Regions from separate parts of the Zea mays genome. Here region 2 is linked to region 1. The links are chromatin contacts, called in public Hi-C maps. All regions are on one chromosome and are shown on one strand. Each heading gives the region's core, a stretch centred on a gene start, on an enhancer-like site or on the middle of the called end of the contact. The rest is flanking DNA. Distances are from core to core; before and after follow the strand shown.

The links. Hi-C and Micro-C count contacts between places; a contact is called where the count stands out from the background.
Region 2: a Hi-C map of ear shows a contact between it and region 1, with 2.0 times the contacts expected there. The contact joins the promoter of LOC103627167 here to the promoter of LOC103627164 in region 1. A contact is called at or near these places in 3 of 25 Hi-C or Micro-C datasets (ear, leaf and tassel).

The regions. Positions count from the first base shown.
Region 1 is chr5:164,599,669-164,604,206 of Zm-B73-REFERENCE-NAM-5.0, forward strand. LOC103627164 (F-box protein At5g50450) reads right to left here and starts at 2,423. Exons shown (of 3, transcript XM_008647468.4): 1 at 2,108-2,423; 2 at 1,765-1,927; 3 at 580-1,549. The coding sequence starts at 2,280. The coding sequence ends at 752.
Region 2 is chr5:164,816,884-164,821,421 of Zm-B73-REFERENCE-NAM-5.0, forward strand. It overlaps LOC103627167 (U-box domain-containing protein 73), which reads left to right and starts at 2,745. Exons shown (of 3, transcript XM_008647470.4): 1 at 2,745-3,586; 2 at 4,266-4,322. The coding sequence starts at 3,089.

The sequences.
Region 1 (4,538 bases), core at 1,173-3,672:
TTGTGCAGCAACTGCCTGGCTAGTGGCTAATAACTATGTTATTGAAGTGTTAGACACTTGAATTCCATGAATCATGTATTGTGTAATGTACTAGTCTTCAAGAGCCGCCTTAGAAACATATCGCTCGACTTCCATATTTTTGCATAAATTATACATGTTTTTATAAATCCGGCTATAGCTGCGCAATAGCCTTATAGCCTGAAAAAAATGATTCCGCTATTAATTTTGAACCTTGGTGCACAGTGCATTATTACTACAGTTTCATATATTACGTAAAATAATCCTTCTTTTTTTGTGTTAGTATTCGACAACTGTCGTACACGAAATTAAAGGAGCTTTATTGATGCTCGCAAGAAACGTGCGCCAGGTCATTTGTCTTTGACTAGATGACGTGTGACTTGGTTTGATGGCGTGCTACGGTGGTTCGGTGCGCGTAGTACTGAATTTCTGGATGAGTTTGGGTATGTACTACCGCAACTATATCATCATCAGCTATAAGAAGATGATAGTAATGCGCAGCAAAGCATGCATAATCATGGGCGGCATGTCCAAGCATAATAAACTAAAACTAGTAGCATATATAGAAAACTCACAGGTATATATTTTAGAAATGGAAATATATATATCTAGGCGATTACACGAAGGAAAACAAAACTACTGTCTGACAGAAAGTTAACTGAGAACATAGGATAGGAGAGGTGTAGTAGCTAGCGCTGGTGAATAGCTAGCGGGCCGGCTCGTCGACGCATGTCTACTTAGGAGCAGGAGCATCAGCAGCAGCACCACCGAGATTGTTGTGGTGAGTGGCGCTATTATTGTTGACAGCGGGCATAGCAGCAGCATTGGCGCCGTCGTCGGCATTGACGACGGCGTGGTTGGCAATGGCTTCCATGAGCCACTGGTGCGTGGGGACGCACTCCCGCGTGTGGCCCATCCTCCAGTGCAGCGACTGGCAGGAGCGGGAGCAGTAGCGCGCGATGCCGCAGACGGGGCAGCGGCGGTACTCGAGGCCCCGCGTCTCCGGGCGGCCGCAGGTGGGCATGGAGCACATGAGCAGCAGGCGCCGCGGCGGGAACGGCAGCGGGTTCGCCGAGAACCAGTCGCACAGGAACCGGTTGGCCGGGTGCGCCCACCCCCGCAGGCTGGCCGGCACGGTGGTGAAGCAGCCGAGCTCGCTGGTGAGGCACCCGGGGTTGCCGACCACGTGGGCGTACGCCACCGCCTGCTCCGCCGCGGTCGGGTACGTGGCGCGGAACTCCCGCAGGTTGGCCGTGAAGGTGAGGCGGCGGCCGGCCTCGGCGTCCTGCCGCACGCCCAGCCCGTTGCTGACGCAGAAGGCCAGGTCGCGCAGCGCGCCCATGTGGCCGCGGCACGCCGCCAGCGCGAACAGGTTCGCGGCCGCCAGCGGCTGCCTCTGGTTGTGGTCGATGCAGCTGCCGTTGTAGTAGACGACGGCCGCGGCGAAGGCGGCGTGCGCGTGGCCCGACCGCACCGCCATCAGCATGCGGGACCACCCATGGGTCTGGAGCCCCAAGCAGTAGAACTGGATCTGTGTGTGTCGATCGGGTGCGTGCAGACAGAGAGAAGCCGAAAGATCCCCGATCGATGGACATGGATGCATCCATCAATCGATCAGTATGTATTCACTTCAGTTTATGTGATGTGCGTTCGTTGTCCGCGTAGTAGACTACTAAAGACAAGCACGCAGGACCACTTATAGTACTCGGGAGACGGGAATGAGACACACGGGCCGGGACGACGCACCATGCCGAGGAAAAAGTTGGCGTCCGCGTTGCCGTTGTCGCCGCAGAAGCGGAGGAAACGGTCGGCGGCTGCGCACCACCTGCGCGGGAGCACGGACACGCACGCCGCCGACGCCGCCCGGATCACCTGCGGGTTAGTCACCAGCCTGCAGAACTCCTGGCACCTGCATGCCATGGTTCGAAGCGGAGCTAGTAATAATCAACAATTAATTACTCCAAGCATGCATGGGCTCGTCCATGTCATGCTGTGCCTTCTTCCAGCAGAATCAGAGAGCAAACCAAAAAAAAAAACATGTAGCTAGCTAGGCTAGGATGCATGGGGTCCGGCCGGCGCGTGCACGTACACAAGCATGACGTTGAAGAGGTCGGCGGGCTTGTCCGCGGCCGACGACAGGGCGGTGAGCACGGAGAGGATCAGCTCCTGGGGCAGCACCTCGAACGCCCCCATCTGGTTCGCCACAACCCGTGGCGCCGCCCCCACCCGAGGCCTCTTCGCCTGCAGACACAGACTCACCATACTGCCAGTAGCTAGTGCTCCTTTCACTCCGATCCTCGGAGTGAAGAGAGAAGATGGAGATAGTTAAGCGGAGGCTGGCCATGGCGGTGCTATTTATAGCGAGGGGAGGAGGCGGGGTGGGCACGCAGATGCGGCGCGCGGCCAGTTTACCCAAAACCCCTGCTGCCCCCCGGGGTCGCGCGCCGTTAGTTAGGATCGACGGCATGTCCTCCGTCCGGGACAGCCGTTCGCCTGCTGCTTCGAATCGAACGTTTTGCATGCCCCCCAACAGGCCCACGGCCTTCCTAAGCTTGTTCGTACGTGGGCGCTCTTGCGTTAACTTTGGCCACCACTAAGACACTGAATTTTAAACATATATGCGATTTAATAGTTCATTAGAAAGATGAGAAATAATGTTAAAACATATATATAGTCACTTCATTATATGTTAAAACAAATTACGATGCGAAATGTTAAAACATACCACAAGAATGATAGATGTACTTTTACTGGAAACAATTCAAACATGCCACAAGAGCATATTAGAAAAGAACATGTAGCTAGATTGTGTGGTACGGTATTTGACAAGAACAACATGTAATATATAGTCACATGGGGACATTTTAAACCTGCCATCATAGATGGAAACACCTAAAAACAAATTTGAGTAGCAACAACACCTGTCTAGCAAATCCTTTCCTTGATCAAGCAAGAGGCGGACCGCTGTATTGACGTCGGAGACTCTAAGTTAGACAGCTTATTCGTGAGTAATCGCCTAAGCCCCATCTTTAATTTGCTAGGGGAGCAACCCGAATTGTAAAACAACACCCTGCCCATAGTAGTGTGTCCTTGCAACTTCAACATTTTCTCGATCTTCATCCAAAGATGCACAAACTTCTTTGCATGCTTTCGAAAAAAGAATGACAACAAAATTATATAGTGTTTTGCCATAGCAACAATTCAATTGTGCAACAAGAACCATCCAAACATAGATTGAGTGATCGTTAAGAAATTATCAGAGGAATTACAACAAAATCTCATAGAGAAAATGCTATCAACATAAAAGAATATTAAAAATATAATTTGAAAAATACAGGTTCGCCATGAGAACAATTAAAAATACCCCAATACAAAACTGTATTGATACAATATTCCTTATTAGTTCTTGATATTATATAAACCAAGGTAGTGTAGCAAAATATGTTGTATGACCGCGAGCAACTTGTGCTTATAGATAACGCCTCTTGTACTAATAATTTATGTGGTGGGGATGATAGTAGTTTCTATTATACATCTAATATATAATAGCTTGTGCACAAACAGTGTAGCAACTTTGCAGAACTTCATTTGTAGGTTAGGTTAACATCGCTGACATATAAATTGATAGTAAGAATAGTATTCCCAAAAGTATACAATATGGATCATGTTATGTTAGATTTATGATAAACATTGCAAAACAAAGATTAATGCCAAATAAAGAAAATGTTCATATTTGTAGGGATAATGGACTAGTATCGCACAATGCAAACTTCTTGCATGCTAACGTCAGTCATCAATCCACATCACGACAAAAAAACTCATCATTTCACCCCATGCACGTGTATCCTCAAACCACACAAAAAGTTGCATCTACTTAGGGTATCCACAACGGTTACTAAACTGATAGCTTACATACGGTTTCATCTGGCATAATGGAGGAGAATAACACGCTAGCGTGTCTAAACTCACTAGTCTACATGAACCACAAAAAAGCTCTATCTCTCAAATCGAATGCTCTATGTAGAGTCACGTCATACTTCTTGTATTTTTTATTGTTTTCAGTGTCTACCCAATTACATTAGCGATTTGGCATTACCATTGAGAATGTCCTTAGCCCATATGCGGGACAACCGCAAAAGAAGAGAAAGAGTATAGTAACATATATGTAGAAGGCCCAAGTTTTATAAATGGAGAAAATAAAACCAATAAGTGACAAGTGAACTCGTCTAGAAAGTGACGCACATGGGCCTTGAGAATGTGTGCCCAAATGATCTTATTTGGCCCACATGATTGTGAGCATAAAGTGCTTATAGGGTGGGTGGCATTTGTTTCCCTCCATTTGGATGATGGGCCAAATGATTTCCATGAAAAAACATCCTTCATTAAATGTTTTGTGACACTATGGACCTTATGTTGTGGATCATTCAAATGTTTGAATGCTTCTTGTTAACATAATTGAACCCAAGACTCTTGTGTTATGAGTAGTTGACCATGTTTGTGTAGAACCCCCATTCTCTAAT
Region 2 (4,538 bases), core at 1,495-3,994, 220 kb after region 1:
AGCTTTAGTGGCCTTGATATTGACATGAATGCTTTTGTACGATGTGTACTTGCAACTTGTTTGATGGCATGATATGCGCTACAAAGATTATCCTTTTCAAACAAAGCATTGTTTAACCCTCTAACCATCTCTTTCTTCAATAGTCTATTGAGTGTCCCTATCCCGACATAAGCAAGCCATATAAGCAATAACACCCAAGTAATGTTTTGGTGAATAGAATTGTCTTAAAGTCCACAAATATAAGTTGTTGTATCTAAATCCTTTGAATATGACTTGGTTATCATCATTCTTAGACACAACAACCTCCTTATTTATGAATAGACATTGGAATCCAATATCACATAATTTACCAACAAATAGCATGTTGAAGCTTACTGATGCGAACAATAGGACATTGGATATCATGTGAATCTTTAAAAAACTAGGGAAGAAAGTTGCATCCCCTCTTCCTGTGGTTTCCTATTCCCAACCTCTGCTCGCTCCCTGCTCTCTTGCCTTGTCCTTCGCCCGCTCCTGCTCCCTGCTCCAGCCAACGCACGATCCGTGGTCGGCCGCCTCCATCTGATGCGACAGTTGCACGACGCGGTAGTCCACCCAGCGCGGGGACGAGGCAGTGTGCCGCGCTAGGTCGAGTGCCTCCCTGACCAATGCCGTGAGGTCACTGTTGAGTTTGTGATCTAAATTTTGAAGAAGTCAGCCAAGTTGGCGAGCAAAGCGGAGGCCCGTCGTTAGGAGGCTTGGACGGGTGGTTACAGATCGCCGGAGAGTTCCAAGCACGAATCGTTCCCTACTCACTTTATGGTTTTGCCTTTATAAATATACTTGTAATCCGAAGGAGATAGTCTTCTTATTGTAAATCTCCTACGCTTTGTAACCACCCAAAAAAATAGTGAGATTGTTGATGGCCGACGTCCGTTATTTTCCCCTTTCGCTTTGGAGAGGGTTTACACGTTAAATTTATATTTTCTCTATTTTGATCTGCTTTGTATCGTAATGATTCATAACCGTTACGAAGTTCCCAGTAGAGCGCTGCGTGTGCTGGACGAGAGGCCCTAAACGAGCGACACCAGCGACTCGACGCTCCAGCGCATGCGCTTGTCTGCTCGTCGACTTCCTCTATATGTGCCTGTAAACTTCACTCGCGTCATCAATTAGCTAAAACGGTGTTTTCGGGCGTATATTCTTTACGTCACATGTGTCGGGAATTTGTTCATCCACGCTCGTTTGCGGGGAATCTTTTGAGCCATCTAGGGAAAACAGTGTGTGAGTGTTCCTCCACATGGGAGCAATACCATCGAAGGCAGCCTTACCGCATGTTTGGAAGAAGGAAATTGAAAGGGTTAAAATCACCTTATTATTTAAAATTAAATAGTAAAGGGATTTTAGGGGTGTTTGGCATAGCTCCAGAGCAAAACTCCAGAGGTGCTGGATAGAGTCAACCAAACACTCTAACTCGAGAGTTGCAAACTCTATAGAGTTTTAAGAGCTAAAGTGCAAATTTTTGGAGTACTCCTTTTACAGCTCTAAAATCCTTAAAAGACAACCTAAACATGTAGTTTAAAGGTATTTACCCACCATTGCCAGTGTTTATGAGAAAGCAATCTAAACTCTGAAGTAGATATGCTCCGTTCTAGAATTTGAGCAGAGCTATTTTAGGGTGGAGTAGAGCCATGCCAAACATGTCCTTAACCTCTCAAATCCCCTCCATTCTCGTGGCTACCAAACAAGCTAGAGGTTAGATCACATAATTCTTGTCCCCATTCACACTGCCGTCCATGACTAGGTTCGATTCTGACATCGCACAACACCATGATCTCGACTCCAACGGTCCAACCTCATGCTCGACTAGAGCCTGTTTGGAAGCACCCGATTTTTAAGAAACTAGTTTATTCCAAACAACACCCGATTTTTAAGAAACTAGTTTATTCCAAACATACTAGTTTATAGACATTGGATTATCGGTTTCTTAAAAACCAAGAATCTAGTCTCACCTAGCTAAAGGCAGTTTATGAAAACTGAGGTGGTTCTTAACACCGTTAACCAGTTTCTAGAAATTGTAGATATAAACTAGATTCTTAAAAACTAGGTTGCTTTCAAACAGGGCCTAACTCGTCAGGTCGTTTGCTGAGTAGAATGACTCCTCTATCAGGGTAGCCATGTTGCTGCTTAGGCCATGTACAATGGTGTTTAATATAGAGGTTTTTTGAGGTGTCTAAAGGGAAATTTGCAAAAAAAAAATCATATAGTCGTCCCTTCGTTAAGAGACATCTCTGACTCATAACAAGTAGTAACAGATGCCTTTACTTCCCTGGTACGAATTTGTCGTCTGTTATATCAATCTGATGCTCTAAAGACACATTCACTTTTGTATTTATTAATAGACTATATTTATAAACACTTTATTGTATAATAGAGTGTTTTAGTTGTCGTTTATGTTTAGAGAACCGATATGGTATCTTCCACTCTATATGCCCTTAGGTTGTTCGAGCGAACTTCCACAAACGTCGCCCTCATGGTGTTTCGACACTGGGTCGTAACCATGTCGGTTGTCGAGCATGCACACCTCGTTCGCTGTCGCAAAAGCACTCGCGCAAACCAGACTTGCTCGCAGCTCGCTCCCAGATGTCGCACCTCGCACATCCTGCCCCTCGGTCACTCCCCCTCCCCGCAGTCCCGCACTGCCTCACGCAAGCCTCCCACGGTCCCACCTGCCGACGGCATGCCTTACTGCCCGCGGCGGAGCACGCACAATTGCCTGTCTCCAGCGAGCGGCGAATGCCGTCGCTGTCTCGGACGCTGCCACGCTGGTATTGCCGCAGCCCGCAGGCGATCGAGGAAAGGACGAGACCTTAGTCCTTATGTGCTTCGTGCTCGACGAAATGTCTGATCGATCTCGCCGCGCCGCGCTATCCTCATAGGCAAACCACCACCGCTTCTCGCCCTCCCCTATATATATTGCCCTGAACCCAACGTCGTCATCGACTCTTCCGTCCAGAAACCAACTCACAAACCAAGAACCTACCAGGCCACCACCACCTCCTCATTCGCCTCGACTTAGCAGGGCAAGAGTCCTAGAAGGACAGGCGCCATGTCTTCCCCGAGGCTTTCGTCCAAAGAGGAGGAGTTGCTCCGCTCCGTGGAGAGGGCGATAGAGAGGAGCTACGCGGCCAAGCAAGCCACCAATGTACCGCTGTGGAGGCGGCTGCTCGGGAATGCGTCCAAGAAGAGCAAGAATGACTCCGCTGCCTTGACGACCGCTCCCCCGTCGCCTGGAGTTCTGGTAGGCACGCAGCGAGAAGAGCAGGAGCGCGCTAAGGAGGGTGCCGACGTCGCGAGTTCCGCGCCCAGGCATCCGTCGGAAGCAGGTGCCGAGGGAGACGACGTGCAGCCCGCGGCTCAGGACAGGTCTGTCCATGCGGCGACCATGATGAAGTCCGCGTTGGCGAGAATCCAGGGAGGCCAGAACAGCGGGGCGTTTGTTGATATGGAGCTTGCTATGAAGGGCCTCATGGATGTCTCCTTCAAAGGGAGGGAGAGAGTCCCCGTGTTGCCTGCCGAGTTCAGGTCCAAATGGCCTCATGGTAATGTACGTATCATAGATTGCTCTGCCTTCTTGTCTTTGGCTCATGCTGCGTTCTGCCTTGTCTCTCTTAAAGCATGTACAATCCATTTAATATGGAACCACCTTAAAAAACCAATGTTTAATATGGGTCTCTTGAGGTCTCTATGGGTTAGATGAAAAAAATTGCAAGAGACAGACTCTTCTCTTCGTGACTCTATATGCATATTGTCTCTTAACTGTATTTATAGTTTAGGGCTCAGAGTTGTATCACAGAGTCTCTTAAGTGTCTCTTGTATTTGGAAAACTACACAACTCTATGCATATTGTTTCTTAACTGTATTTATAGTCTAGAGGCTCAGAATTATATCAGAGTATCTTAAGTGTCTCTTGTACTTAGAAACCCGAAGCAACGTCTCAGGTTTGTGCATGCCCTTATCGGTTCTTAAAGTTCTTGATACATTGACAGTCTCAAGTGTTTGGTGTAGTCCTTTATTAGTTTCTTGATGGCTGGAATGTGGGGACGGGCTAATAACTTTGCTTTGCACCAATAAGCAGTTAGAGATGCTCATTGCTCCTTCTAATGACAAGGCACTCTTGAGTCTTGACTGAGTTAGGTGTAGTCCGCCAACAGTTCTTTTTAGGAGTTTTGTATTATTCCTGTTCTTTACATTAAATAGATCTCACAACAGTGATTTATTTACAGATATCACAACTGGAGAGAGATATTATTGCTGATCCGCTCATCCTGACGTCTGGACATGTAAGCACCCTTCTCATTTCAGTTTTTTCTTTGCAATTCCCGGCGGATACTTCGCTTTGTTTTGGCCATATGAATTCCACAGTCCACACTATCAGTTACCTTTTTCATTTCTGTTGATAATCTGCTGTATAGTGGTATTTCTCTCATGCTTCTGCTCTTGTGCCCTTGTGTCAGTTTGGTTATTCTTTTCAATTCTTTAACATTTTATCCAAATAA